Linked DNA regions of Sus scrofa: all the other regions are linked to region 3. The links are chromatin contacts, called in public Hi-C and promoter capture Hi-C maps. All regions are on one chromosome and are shown on one strand. The core of a region is the stretch at or near the end of the contact, and the rest is flanking DNA. Distances in the headings are between cores, read along the strand shown.

Region 1 (4,216 bases), core at 1,418-3,917, 250 kb before region 3:
TAGCCTGGGAACTTCCATATGCTGTGGCTGCAGCCCTAGAAAAGACAAAAAAAAAAAAAAAAAAAAAAAAAAAAAGAATATCAAGACCAAAGGAGGGAGGGGTTTGGCGAAGTGAAAACCTGGGGGCAAAGCTTCCCAGCAAGGAAACAGCAGGTGCAAAGGTCCTGAGACAGACACCTGACTGGTACGTTTGAAGAATGGTGAGGCAGGAGTTCCCGCTGTGGTGCAGTGGGTTAATGAGCTGACATTGTCTCTGCAGTGATGCGGGTTTGGTCCCCAGCCTGGCACAGTGGGTGAAGAAGGATCCGGCGTTGCTGGGGTGTAGGCCACAGCGGCCGCTTAGATTGCACCCCTGGCCCCGGAACCTCCATATGCCTTGGGTGCAGCTGGTGCGGCAGCTAGTTCTGAGCCAGAGTCCTAGGAAAACAGGCCCTACAGGTCCTGGGCTCCACTGCTGTTTCCAATCATCCCATTTAGTCCTCATTACATTTTCCAGATGGGGAAACAGGCCCCAGGTGGACCAGTGCCTTGCCTGAGGTCACCCAGCTAGCAAGGGGATAGCTGAGGACGGGAAGCCAGAACTGGGCGCCACTCAGAGCTGGCCTAGGGCCTGGGGGTAGCCAAGAGGGGGAGGAGGGCTTGGGGGAGGCCACCCCACCCAGGAAATGCCGAGACCGCAGCAGCCTGTCCCTGGCCTGAGGCTGGCCTGGGCGGCCACGGTGGAGATGGCTTTCCCTTCCCAAGGGCGCTGCTGACTCGGGTGCCCTCCTGCCCCCTCACCTCTAGGCTAGGTGTGGGCCCGAGATTACCCAGACCTCGTGTTCATGCCCTTGCCTGGGCTCTCTGAGCCCGTTCCTTGCTGCGAACGACGAGCAGGCCCTGCTGCCCGAGGTGATCACAGGCCCGGGGCCCCCTAGGTTGTGAGCTGGGGATGTGCTGTGGGGGAGGCAGGACGGCTTCCTGCCTGGTCCCTTGGTCCCCTTTCAAAGACAGAAATGGAGACTGAGCAAGGGCAGAGACTTGCCAGGGTGATGGAGGCGCAGAGGTCAAACCGCAATTAGCCAGAACTCACAAGAGTTGACTCGAATGTGGCACTTCCTGGCTGCCTGGTCTGAGGGCTTTGTAAGTACTAATTTACTGACTAATTTATTTCACCTTCACAGCGACCCTTGGAGGCAGGTACCGGTGTCATCCACATGTTTACAGATGAAGACACTGAGGCACAGAGAGCTCAAGGACCTTGCTCCAGGCTGCACAGCCGCTAAAGTCGATGCGAAGCAACAACTTCCTAACACTTCCCTGTGTGAGGCCTTCATTGGGCAAATGAGGCCCTGGGCTCAGGCCCTGCCACTCAGCCATGGGGGGGCAGGGCAGGGCAGGGACCAGAACCCAGGGCTCAGAGTGGGGCCTCCGGTGCTGGGTGTGCAGTGGGCCATGGCCCGAGGGGCCTGACCCCTCTCAGGGCAGCCAGCTCTGCCCCCTGCCTGTACCCACCTGTCTTAGCTTCCGCCTTCATCAGCTGAAACCAGGAAAGGGTTTTGAATGGCGCCTGCCACTCGCAGACACTCTTGTGCCCTGTTAACATCTTTGCTCCTCTCGCCCCCTGCTTCCCACTTGCCCTCTTCCAGATCCAGCTCCAACCCCAGGGAAGGGCTGAGCAGGGCTGGCGTGGGTGGAGGGGTGCAGCCAAGCCCGTGGCTTGGCAGCTGCCTGGGGTCACAAGCCAGGCACTCCGCCCTTCACACAGCTAGGGGGGTCTGGGCCTGGTCTACAGGCCCCACCTAAGCTTCTGGGACCCTGAGCCTCGGGCAGCCTATTCTCAGCCTTGAAAAGAAAGGTTCAGTCTCCAGGCCACTGTCCAGATGAGACAAGGAGGCCTGGACGTTGGATGGGAACAGCCCGATCGTCATTCTGAGTGGAGGCAGTGCAGCTTTCTCTACACAGCCGAGGAGGCCCTCCCTGCTCGTCGGAGAAGCCGAGATGCCATCTCAGGAGCGTCCCGAGTGCCAGCTCCTGAGGAAGGGGCTCTTTTCTCCACCGCATCTCTGTCTCTTGAGCTGATGGCGCTCCTGAGAATCCTCCGTGCGGCCACTAGAGCTTTTTACTTTGGGTCCTGAAGGATGTGTAGGAGTGCCCCAGAGGCTGGGGGCAGAGGAGGGCATTTCCGACCAACCACCCAGCCGACCGGGAGCATGGCGTGGACGGTGCTCTGGCACACTGGGGGATGGGCCAAGGGGTGTCCTGCGAAAGTGGCCAAACGTAACACGACTATGCAATCACTGTGTTCGCCCCGGTCAGAACTCTCCTGGCTTTTGGGACGGAGATGCCTCATGACCTGAGTGTGCGCGTTGTTTGCTCGTCGCAGGAAGAGACTGGCCTCCAGTGAGCCAGGGAGGGGGGCGGGGGGGAAACACGCCTTGCCTTTCCAAGGCTTTTCCCCAGCCGCCCACGCTGGAGCCCCGCTCACGGACTACGAGTCCCGGCAGGCCCCGCTCCCGCGGCGCATGCGCGATGGGCATGCTCGCGGGCGCCCACTGGGCGACCGGCAGGGGCGGGCCGGGCGGGCCGCGCGCCGCCCATTGGCCGGACAGCGCGTCCGTCGGGCGGGCCCGCCCCCGAGCAGGCCCCGCCCCGCCGCGCCCGCGCCTGGCGCCCGCCCGCCCGCGCCTCAGGACCGGCGGGGCCGCGCGGCGCATCCTGCGGGCGGCGGCGGGCGGCCGGGCGCAAGATGATGAAGTTTCGGTTCCGCAGGCAGGGCGCCGACCCGCAGCGCGAGAAGCTCAAGCAGGAGCTCTTCGCCTTCCACAAGGTGCGACGGCGGGCCGGGGGTGGGGGCCGGGCCGGAGCCACGTCGGGCCGGGGGAGGGGGCGCACGCCGGCCGGGCCGCCCGGCTCCGCTGGAACCGCGCGCCAGCCTCCCTCCATCCCTGCCCTCCGCTCCCCTGATTCTGTCTCCGCGTCTCGAACTCCGCCGGCCTCTTCCTGCGGGCCTCTCCGCCTCCGTGTGTCTCTTGGCGGCTCTCAACTCTGGCTCCGGCTCCACTTACTGTCTATCTCTTTCTCTGGGGGCCCCTCGGCGCCCCTGCTTAGTTAGCCCTCGGGCCAGTTTGTTTTGCTTTCGCCCCCAGGCCGGTGGGGAGGGGCGCGGAGTGGAGGCAGATGCTGGGGGGTGGGGCTGGGAAATCCCTTCCCGGTTCCTCTCCTCCCTTCCCCCACCGCCCTGGGCTCTGCCCCCAGCCCTGCCCCGCCGGGGGCTCCCGGGGGGGATGCCTGGCCGTGTAGCCAAGTGCAGTTCAACTCGTGGGGCCTCAGTTTCCCTTGCTCGGAGATAGAGCCCCTGTCTTCCCTGCTGTGGGCTCCGTGTCACACGGGCCATCCGGCCCACTGCTTCTCCTGGAGCCCAGGCGGAGGGGGGGGGAGGGCCGGGCCGCTCCTTCCTTTCTTTCCTGGGTAGGGCAAGAGGGGCCGCCGAAAGGGGCTGCCTTCGGCCCCGCCTCCCCTGCGCTAGTGTGTGCTGGAGAGAGGCCTGCCCCTCGCCAACTCCCCCAGGGCTGTGACTTGTGGCCTGGGTATTACACCCAAGCCCTCTGGTCGCCCAGCCCCTACCCAGGCTCTTGGGGCTGGTAACACACAGGTGAGACAACTGAGGCTGAGAGAGGGCCGGCCACCTGCCCAAAGTCAGAGTAAGCGGAGGCACTCAGTCTTTGCCTGGCCTCGTCAGTGGGATTTGACGTAGCCTGGAGGGACAGGGACTTTGGGAGGGCCTCCTGTGGTCCTGAGCCAGCTTCGAGGAGACTCTTGTCCAGGTGACGCTCTGGGATGGCTGGTCCTGGAGCGGCCGGGGCAGAACGTCTCTGGGCCAGGCAGGGTTTCCCAGGTGGTGGAAGCGGGGGCCAGGACCCTCAGACTTCAAGGTCCAGGGGTCCAGAGCGGGGGCTGGTGCCCAGGGGCTCCTGGATGGCCCCCTTCCCTTGCTGAGTGGCCGTGCGGGTGTGTGGACAGGGATGGCGTTTGGGCAGGTGTTGTGCTAAGGTGTCACTTCCTCGGCACGTGAGGTGGGGTGTGAAGTGGGGACCTGAGGCAGCTGCGGGGAGGGGGAAGGCTTGCTCCCCCTGGCTGGGCCCCTGGTTGGCAGAAGCTGCGGTCTCCCTGCTAAGGAGGGTGAGGCCCCATTTTGACTGGGCAGCAGTGGTGGGAGGGGCATGATCTTGGGCAG
Region 2 (4,025 bases), core at 147-2,646, 170 kb after region 3:
GCCAACCGCAGCATGTGGAATCTAAAAAAAAGATGACAATGGACTTTGCAGAACAGATACTGACTCACAGACTTGGCAAAACTTCTGGTTTCCAAAGGAGACAGGTTGGGGGGTTGGGGATGGCCATGCGGTACAGCTGGGTTGCGATGACCTTTGTACACCTATAAATGGAGTCAAATTCACTGAGTGAGTAAAAAAGGACCAGCTGAGACGACCCGTCATTCAACTCATTCAAATGCAGGGATTCTGGAGCTGGCAGCCCCCGCCCGTGAGGTTGGAGCTTGTGGTAGGTGACAGCCTCCCGTCTCTCCTTTAAAGGGGTCTCTTCCCCTCCTCCACCTCCGGGCAGCAGATTTTAAAGACGGGGGACCTGAGAAATGGTGGCAGCCTGAGATTGATCAGTCCAGGCCCTCACTTTCCCAAACCCGTGAAAGACCCCTAAACGGAAACCTTTTGAAAATCACAGACTCAGCAGGAGGCATTTTGCTCTACCTCCGTTCAGAGATGCCAGGTCGAAGAGGAGAGGCACACAGATGGCGTTGGTGCTTCAGAGTCCATGGTCCAAAGCCAGGCCTGGGTGGACAGGGACCTGCAGCGGTGGTTCTGACCCACCCACCCTGGGCCATGGGCCCCCACGCTCCTGGGAACCTCTGCTCGCCGTGTGAGTTTTCACCCTTCGTCTTCAAGTTCCCAGATCCGTTCTCACTCACGTCCCCAGTCTGAGCCCACCACCCATGCCCCAGGAGAGCATCCGGTCCCCGGGCTGCCTATGGCATCAGCAGAAATGGCCAGCAGGAGAGCTCCATGGCCTCAGGACCCACTGCCCCTCTGGAAACATCCATCCAAGAAACTGCATTGAGACTATAGGAAATTCCCGTTGTGGCTCAGCAAGGTACAAACCCGACTGGTATCCACAAGGACGCAGGCTGCCTTGCTGGCCTCGCCCAGTGGGTTATGGATCCAGTGTTGCCACAAGCTGTGGTGTAGGTCATAGATGGAGCTCGGATCCAGTGTTGCCCTGGCTGTGGTGTAGGCTGGTAGCTGCAGCCCTGATTTGACCCCTCGCCTGGGAACTTCCATATGCTGCAGGTGCGGCCCTAAAAAACATAAAAATAAAAAAAAAAATGAGCATATGGGAACTACAGTAGGCTCATGGCCTGTAGAAGAAACCCAAGTGGAGCAGGAGGAACCGGGTCCCAGGAGTGGCGAGAAGTTTTGACAGGTGCAGGCAGCCTAACATTGCAGAAACGTCGGAACCTCAGAATTGGGCTTCGAACCCCGGGTCGCAGAGGTGCGGGGGTGCAGTTCTCCCTCCGGAGGGACCCCTGGGTTGGCTGGCCAGTGGTTGTCCTGAGGGAGATGGGAGCCCAAGGCCCCGGCCGGAACTTCTTGAAGCCTCCTGGGCGCCCGTAATTATTCCTGTTTTATTCTTAGGATCACGCCCCCTCAGAAAGAGAGCATCTCAGCAGACAGGACAACAGATCAAGTGTTCACAGTATCTCTGCGAAAACGCAGGCGTCCTTATGATGCCAAGATGCGAATGGAAGCCCAAAGCTGAAAAATCCCTCCGGAAATTAAAAAAAAAAAAAAAAAAAAAAAAAAAACCCACCAGCAAAGGCTCCCCAAAGGGAGTTATTTCGAGAATGAGGAAGAACGGAGAACAGTGCACAGAGACTGCTGTTGGGCTGCAGTCCGCGTCCTCACCGGCCCATCGCTGGCTCCCGCGGGCCGCGTCCTCGCCCAGCCGTGGGCGGAAGATCGAGCCTGGAGTCCGGACGGAGACACGAGGATTTGTTGGACGGACACTCTTTCAAGGGAAAGGCGAAGGCCCTGGAGGACCCCCGGCCCCCCGTAGGGCAGAGAGGACAGGGGGAGGAGGCCCTCCTGGTAGGGGGCGTGACATTACCAAGGGGGGCGTGGGTGACAGGGGGCTGCTGGAAGGAACGCCGCTGGCCTAAGAGCCAGTGCTTCCTGCTGATTAGAGAACGTGCTGGAGCCGTCCCGTCCGAGGGCTGGGACGGTCGGCTGGGGGCCGGGCTGCTCGCGAGGCGCTGGCTGCTTGAACTTTCAGATTCAGAGGAGAGGCAGTCATGCCCATAAGGTGAGGGTGAGGCAGGGGATGAAGGACCGTATAAGATGCCTCCCATGGTGCCAGGGACACAGTGGGGCTTTGTAAAAAGTCATCGGCAATGTTGCAAAGGTCTGAGTTTCCAGACCACTCAGATCGGGTCGATGAGATACCTGGGGGTCATGACCCCCCATGTCCTCAGCCATCGGATGACACAAGGTCACACTGGCTAGTCCGGGCCCGCAGTTGGGGTGATTTGGTTGGATCTCATCACAGCCGAATCAGAGGAGAGCAAAATACACATTAGAGAGGAGAGGAGTTCCCTGGTGGCTCCGAGGGTTGAGGACCCAATATTGTCTGAACCTGCTGCGGCGAGGGTTCGATCCCTGGCCTGGGAACGTCCACATGCTGCGGGTGCAGCAACTAAAGTTTCAAAAGCAGAGGAGAGAGAGAAGCAACGTCGAGTGAAGACAGGAGCTGTGCCATCTGGCCTACGTGAACAGTAATTAGCAGCAGGCTGCAGCTGGAGTCTCAGCCCACTGCGCCCTGGCGGGAACTCCCATCTTGATTTTTCACGGAGACATTCTTGATTTCTGGTCACTGCAGCCTGTTCTTTCCTGGTGAGGGCAGATGGGCAGGGTGAGCCGAGGCCTCACGCGGGCGGTCTTAGCTACCATACACTTGGGTTAAATCGCGTCTAAGCCGGAGTGGCATCCCCACTCCTCGGTATAGGAAGACTTTTTCTGTTGTCCCCAGATCTGCTGAGGCCAGAGGTGTCCTGATCTTCCTTCACAGGCTGTGACTGCCCTTTCTTGTCAATAAACCAGGAGGCCACAGCTCCGAGACCTGTCCTCAGCCTGGGGCTCTGTATTACCCAGCACGACTCTCAGTATTTCCAACTGCAGTTCGGGTTTGATCCCTGGCCCCGGAACTTCCATATGCCACAGGCGCAGCCAAAAGCTATTATTATTATGTTTTTGGTCTTTTTGTCTTTTAAGGGCCTCACCCATTGCATATAGAGGTTCCCAGGCTAGGGGTCCAATCAGAGCTGTAGCCACCAGCCTACACCACAGCCACACAGGATCCGAGCCACATCTGTGACCTACCCCACAGCTCACGGCAACGCTGGATCCTTAACCCACTGAGTGAGGCCAGGGATCAAACCCCCATCCTCGTGGGTGCTAGTCAGGTTCGCTCACCGCTGAGCCATGACGGGAACTCCCAAGAAATTAATTTTTTAAAAAATTGATGCAAAAAAAAAATCCACGATGAACAAGGTATCAAAATTTTGAGTAAGAGGACCTGACCTGCACAGCTGCATGGCTGCCTCACCCCTGCAGCCTTGTGCGCAGCGGGCGCCCCCACCCTGTCTGCACCGACCACTTTAATCCCTTGGTCCCAGTCATGACTGCACCTCACACCTTGTGTGGGGGCACAGCGGTGCCAGGATTAAAAGCCGGGTTTTGCTTCCACTGCTGGGACGTGTGTGTATCCAAAGCTCTGAGCAGGGCTTCAGGAGCATCTCTGGTCTTTTCTTGGGGGCGAGGCATTCCTTGCTGTGGACTCGGCCCCGGACCTCGGTGGGGAGGCTCTCAGCGCTTGGCTGTGCAGCAAGTGCCAGAGGGTTTCAGCCGGGAGAAGAGGGGGATGTGTGGTCAGCCCGAACCAAGCCTCATTGGTTCCCACCACTCTCCCCCCCACCCCCGCCCCCATCAGGGTCCACTTCACCCCCTGGGTACCAAAAGCCCAAAGGAGGTGACTGGTCTCTGGCACCTAGGAATCTGGACATGGAATCAGAAATCATGCACTGGGCTGGCTGGCTGTCCCCACCAGGGCCCCGTGGAGCCTTGGTCTCTGACAGCCCTGGGGTGAATCCCAAATGCCTGCAGGTGTCACACTTGGCCACAAACACAAGCTGCCAGAGTCCTTTCCCGAGAGACAAGGAGGGCTCTCAGCT
Region 3 (3,823 bases), core at 1,174-3,673:
GATGAAGCTGGGGAGGGAAAGGGGCTCATAAACTATATCTTATATTCAGGTTATCTGTTCTTTACAGATAACCTGTTTTACTGGGGGAGGGATTAAAAGGCAGCCTGGGGAGCCGAGGAACCGGGGATCGAACCGAGGCTGCCGGGCCGCTGCCGCTTCTCTGCCCGCGTCCCTGGCAGCCCCTCCGTCGGCATCTGCCGGCGTGTGCGCCTGCCCTCTCGCGGCGACTCTCTGAACTGCAGGCCGCCTTCCTCTTGAGAAGTGAGGCAGGGCCTATGGGGTTGGGGGCTGGGGGGACGGGGAGGCAGGGGCAGAGCCACCCGGCCGGGGGTCCCACACTGGGGCCTGGGCCAGGCCAAGGTCCGAAGCCTTTCCCTCGCGTCGTTCTCCTGCCACTCTCAGATTTTCACCCCCCCAATCCTCAAACTATTACTGCTTAATAAAACTTAAAATTGTTCCATGGACAGCTGTAGCCCTGATTGGACCCCTAGCCTGGGAACTTCCATGTGCCTCGGGGGCAGCCCTAACAAGACAAAAGACAAAAAAAAAATTTGTTCCATGAACAGATGGCTTTTTTTGGTTTGTCTTTTTAGGGCTGCACCTGGAGCTTCCCAGGCTAGGGGTCGAATTGAAGCTGCAGCTGCTGGCCTACCCCACAGCCTTATCCCACTGAGTGAAGCCAGGGACGGAACCTGCATCCTCAGGGACACTAGGTCAGGTCCTTAACTGGCTGAGCCACAGCAGGAACTCCCCATACTGCTCTTCTTAAGTGGAAACATCTGTGTCACTTTATACATCATAACAATGAAACTGAGATAAAAATGAGAAAAGGTTATGAAATGCTGTTGGAGACTGTTTATCACCAAAAAAAAGTGCATGGCCTGCTCTTTGTTCAAAAGGAAGACTAGGAGTTTCGGTTGTGGCTCAGCCAGTTAAGGACCCGGCGTTGCCCTCGGTGAGGACGCCAGTTTGATCCCTGCCCACCCCCAGTGGGTTAAGGATCTGCGTCGTTTGCAAATGTGACTCGGGTCCGTCACAGCCACAGCTACAGCTCCCATTCTGCCCCTAGCCTGGGAACCTCCACATGCCGCAGGTGCAGCCCGAAAAAGGAAAAAAGGTATGTTAAAAGCGAGATTAACCAAGTATCAGAAAAGCATTTTTCAAACACATCTTAATATTCCGACACAGGAGAGACACAAAGATGAGGCAAACATTTTTCAGAAGAATACCCTTCTTTTTCGGATGTTTTCTATTTTATTCAATCTACTTTATTTTTTTAAATGCTCAAAGGTGGGTAGATGCACACATGTAAAAAAATGTTGGTGGGAATGGAAGCTGGATTGTGGTACATAGGGACTCACCCTTTTTTTGTGCCTATTCAGAAGCTGCAAATTAAAAAGAATATTTAGAGGCAGCTGGGAGGCCACGTGGCCAGGGTCGGGGTGGGGGTGGTGGGAGGCTATTAGGAAGAGAGCCATGAACGTTCTAGAACATGTGTCTGTTGGGGGTTGATGCAGAGGCCGTGTGCTGGGCTTGGAGAGGTACCACCAAGCTGCTTTTTCCCAAGAGGCCGCACCAGGCAAGCAAGCTGTTATCACAAGTCGTTAAAACCACCCTCTGCCATTCTGACTCTCCCCAGGTTCCCTCATTTTGTAATTGTAAGGCTGCATTCTTTTGCTTAAAGAGGCCCTCCTGGGAGTTCCCATCATGGCTCAGCAGTTAATGAGTCCAACTAGGAACCATGAGGCTGCGGTGTTCCATCCATGGCCTTGCTCAGTGGGTTAAGGATCCGGCGTTGCCATGAGCTGTGGTGTGGGTCGCAGACGCGGCTCAGATCCTGAGTTGCTGTGGCTGTGGCGTAGGCTGGCAGCTACAGCTCTGATTCGACCCTTAGCCTGGGAACCTCCATATGCCGCGGGATGGGCCCAAGAAATGGCAAAAAGACAAAAAAATAAATAAAGGATGCAAGTTCAATTCCTGTCCTCACTCAGGGGGTAAAGGATCTGGCGTTGCTGTGGTATAGGCCGGCAGCTGTAACTCTGACTTGGCCCCTAGTTTGGGAACTGCCACATGCTGCAGGTGCAGCCCTAAAAAAAAAAAAGCCAAAAAAAAAAAAAAAAAAAAAAAAAGAGGGCTTCCTACTTTAGGAAGGTTCAGACCCAACAGAAGGTCAGAGGTCAGAGGCCCTACGAACTGGGAGCAAGCTGGGAGCCCAGACAGGGTCCTGGGAGGCCCAAGGGATGAGCTCTGAGGTGGGGGGGGGTCCCAGATTGGAGACACAGGTGGAGGAAGGAGGCAGGTGAGGCGGCACCGCTCTAGTCCAGGTGGAGGCTGTTGGGGGCCAGGAGGAGCGCAGGCGTGGCTCAGAGTCCCGTGGGCCACAGACCCTGCCCAAGCCCCTGTGCTGTGCGGTGGGTCCGGGAGGGACTCCGGGCGAGTTTGCGGATGTGGGGTGTTGGGTGCAGGAGCCTGGGGTGGAGGCGAAACTTAGGAACCGTCGGGGCCCAACTGGCCGTGAGTCTAGAGACTCTAGACGGAGGTCACCGCGGGACTTCGTGCAGCGGAGGTGAGGCCTGGGGCGCCTCGACGGTAACGGGCCGGCGAGAGGAGGAGGAACCAGCCGAGCAGCCGTGGGGAACCGGGAGGAGAGACGCCGCGGGCGGTGAGCCTGCTAGGCTCCGACGTCTTCGCCTCCAGCCCCCGACCCAGAGCGTGGCCTCGGCCGCCGTGGGGCCCCCACCCCCTCTTTGCTCTGTTTGGGTCCTGAGGCCGTGACTTTGCCCATCCTGGGCTGTGCCGACTTCTCAGGGCCGGGTTCAGCGCGAAGCACCAGCGGATGCTCCGGAGATGGAGGTGACTGGGGGACGGGCTTTGCAGGCGGGGAAACAGGCTCGGGAGGGCAGAGATGTGCTGACGTGACTTGGAGGCAGGGCAGGGGCTTGGGCAGGGTCTGTGGCCTCAGGCCCAGGCCTCTGACGCTCTTGCCTCGTTCCGGTCTTGTCTCGTTTGGGGGCCTGGGCCCCGGGCGGGGCGGCCACCCCGGCGGGCAGAGGGCGCTGTGATGCGGGAGCCGCCGGCAGGGGGCGCTGCCGGTGCGCGTTGGCGCCCCGGGCGGGCGGGCGGACCCCGCGGAAAAGGGGCTGAGGGTCGGCGCCGGGCGGGCCGGGGAGACCCGGGCCGGGGCGGGCTCCCCCGGAGCAGGAAGACCTTTGCCAGCCTGCGGAGGGAGGCAGGCTCAGGGCAGGTGTCCCAGGAGGTGACTTTTGAAACTGTGTCCCGAACACTGAGGGGGAGGTGGCGCTGGCGAAGGGCGGGGGGCGCAGGTGGAGGGACGTCGAGGGCCCGGGCGGCTCCCCAGGCTGGGGAAGCAGGGCACGCCTCGGCCGACGGCGGCCGGGGATCTGCTGGGACCACACGAGTGGCCCCCGGAGCTGATGCGCTCCGGAGCCGCGAGGAGGGGAGGCCCCGTGCCCTGTCCTTAAAAGCCCTTAGCTTTTCCGCTGCTGATTTGCCTGGGACAGGGGCGCTCCCGCACCGGCCCCACCCCACCCCCGCCCCGCCCCTGTGCCCCCACCTGCTCTGAGCCATCTGAGCAGAGGGCCTGCACCGTGGGAGCCATCGCCTGCAAGGGAGTGCCCAGGGCCTACTCAGCGCCCTCTCCCCTGCTCTCCCTGGAGGGGTGATGATGGCAGAGCCGCTCTCTTGCCACCGCCTGGGGTCCCTGCAGGTCAGAGGTCGAGGCGCTGCCTGCCGGCCTGGGAGGTCTGTGGTCACTGGGGGAGAAGCTGAGGGGACCGCCTCCTGAGCCTGGGGAGAAGAGGGG

The links. Promoter capture Hi-C pulls out the DNA fragments that hold promoters and counts their contacts. Hi-C and Micro-C count contacts between places; a contact is called where the count stands out from the background.
Region 1: a contact with region 3 is called in a promoter capture Hi-C map of liver, with 4 times the contacts expected there. The contact joins the promoter of LLGL1 here to the promoter of EPN2 in region 3. A contact is called at or near these places in 1 of 5 promoter capture datasets (liver) and 2 of 47 Hi-C or Micro-C datasets (embryonic fibroblasts and subcutaneous adipose tissue).
Region 2: a contact with region 3 is called in a Hi-C map of retroperitoneal adipose tissue, with 5 times the contacts expected there. The contact joins the enhancer-like site here to the promoter of EPN2 in region 3. A contact is called at or near these places in 1 of 5 promoter capture datasets (liver), 23 of 47 Hi-C or Micro-C datasets (adipose tissue, alveolar macrophages, blood and 12 more) and 1 of 2 datasets of contacts at active chromatin or transcription factors (skeletal muscle).

The regions. Positions count from the first base shown.
Region 1 is chr12:60,498,874-60,503,089 of Sscrofa11.1, reverse strand. It overlaps LLGL1 (lethal(2) giant larvae protein homolog 1), which reads left to right and starts at 2,667. Exons shown (of 24, transcript XM_021067985.1): 1 at 2,667-2,809. The coding sequence starts at 2,729. It overlaps LOC110256131 (a long non-coding RNA gene), which reads left to right and starts at 88. Exons shown (of 2, transcript XR_002337407.1): 1 at 88-891; 2 at 1,164-1,786.
Region 2 is chr12:60,075,017-60,079,041 of Sscrofa11.1, reverse strand. All of the region lies in intron 2 of LOC110256117 (multidrug and toxin extrusion protein 1-like), which reads left to right. Among named protein-coding and RNA genes, the nearest start is that of TRNAW-CCA, 3.1 kb to the right of the region's middle. Within about 2 kb of position 1,396, at least 3 of the 83 cell types and tissues checked have an H3K27ac peak or open chromatin away from gene starts, as enhancers often do. A contact at or near this core is called in retroperitoneal adipose tissue, where this site is marked.
Region 3 is chr12:60,248,139-60,251,961 of Sscrofa11.1, reverse strand. EPN2 (epsin-2) reads left to right here and starts at 2,423. Exons shown (of 8, transcript XM_021067960.1): 1 at 2,423-2,853. The coding sequence starts at 2,837.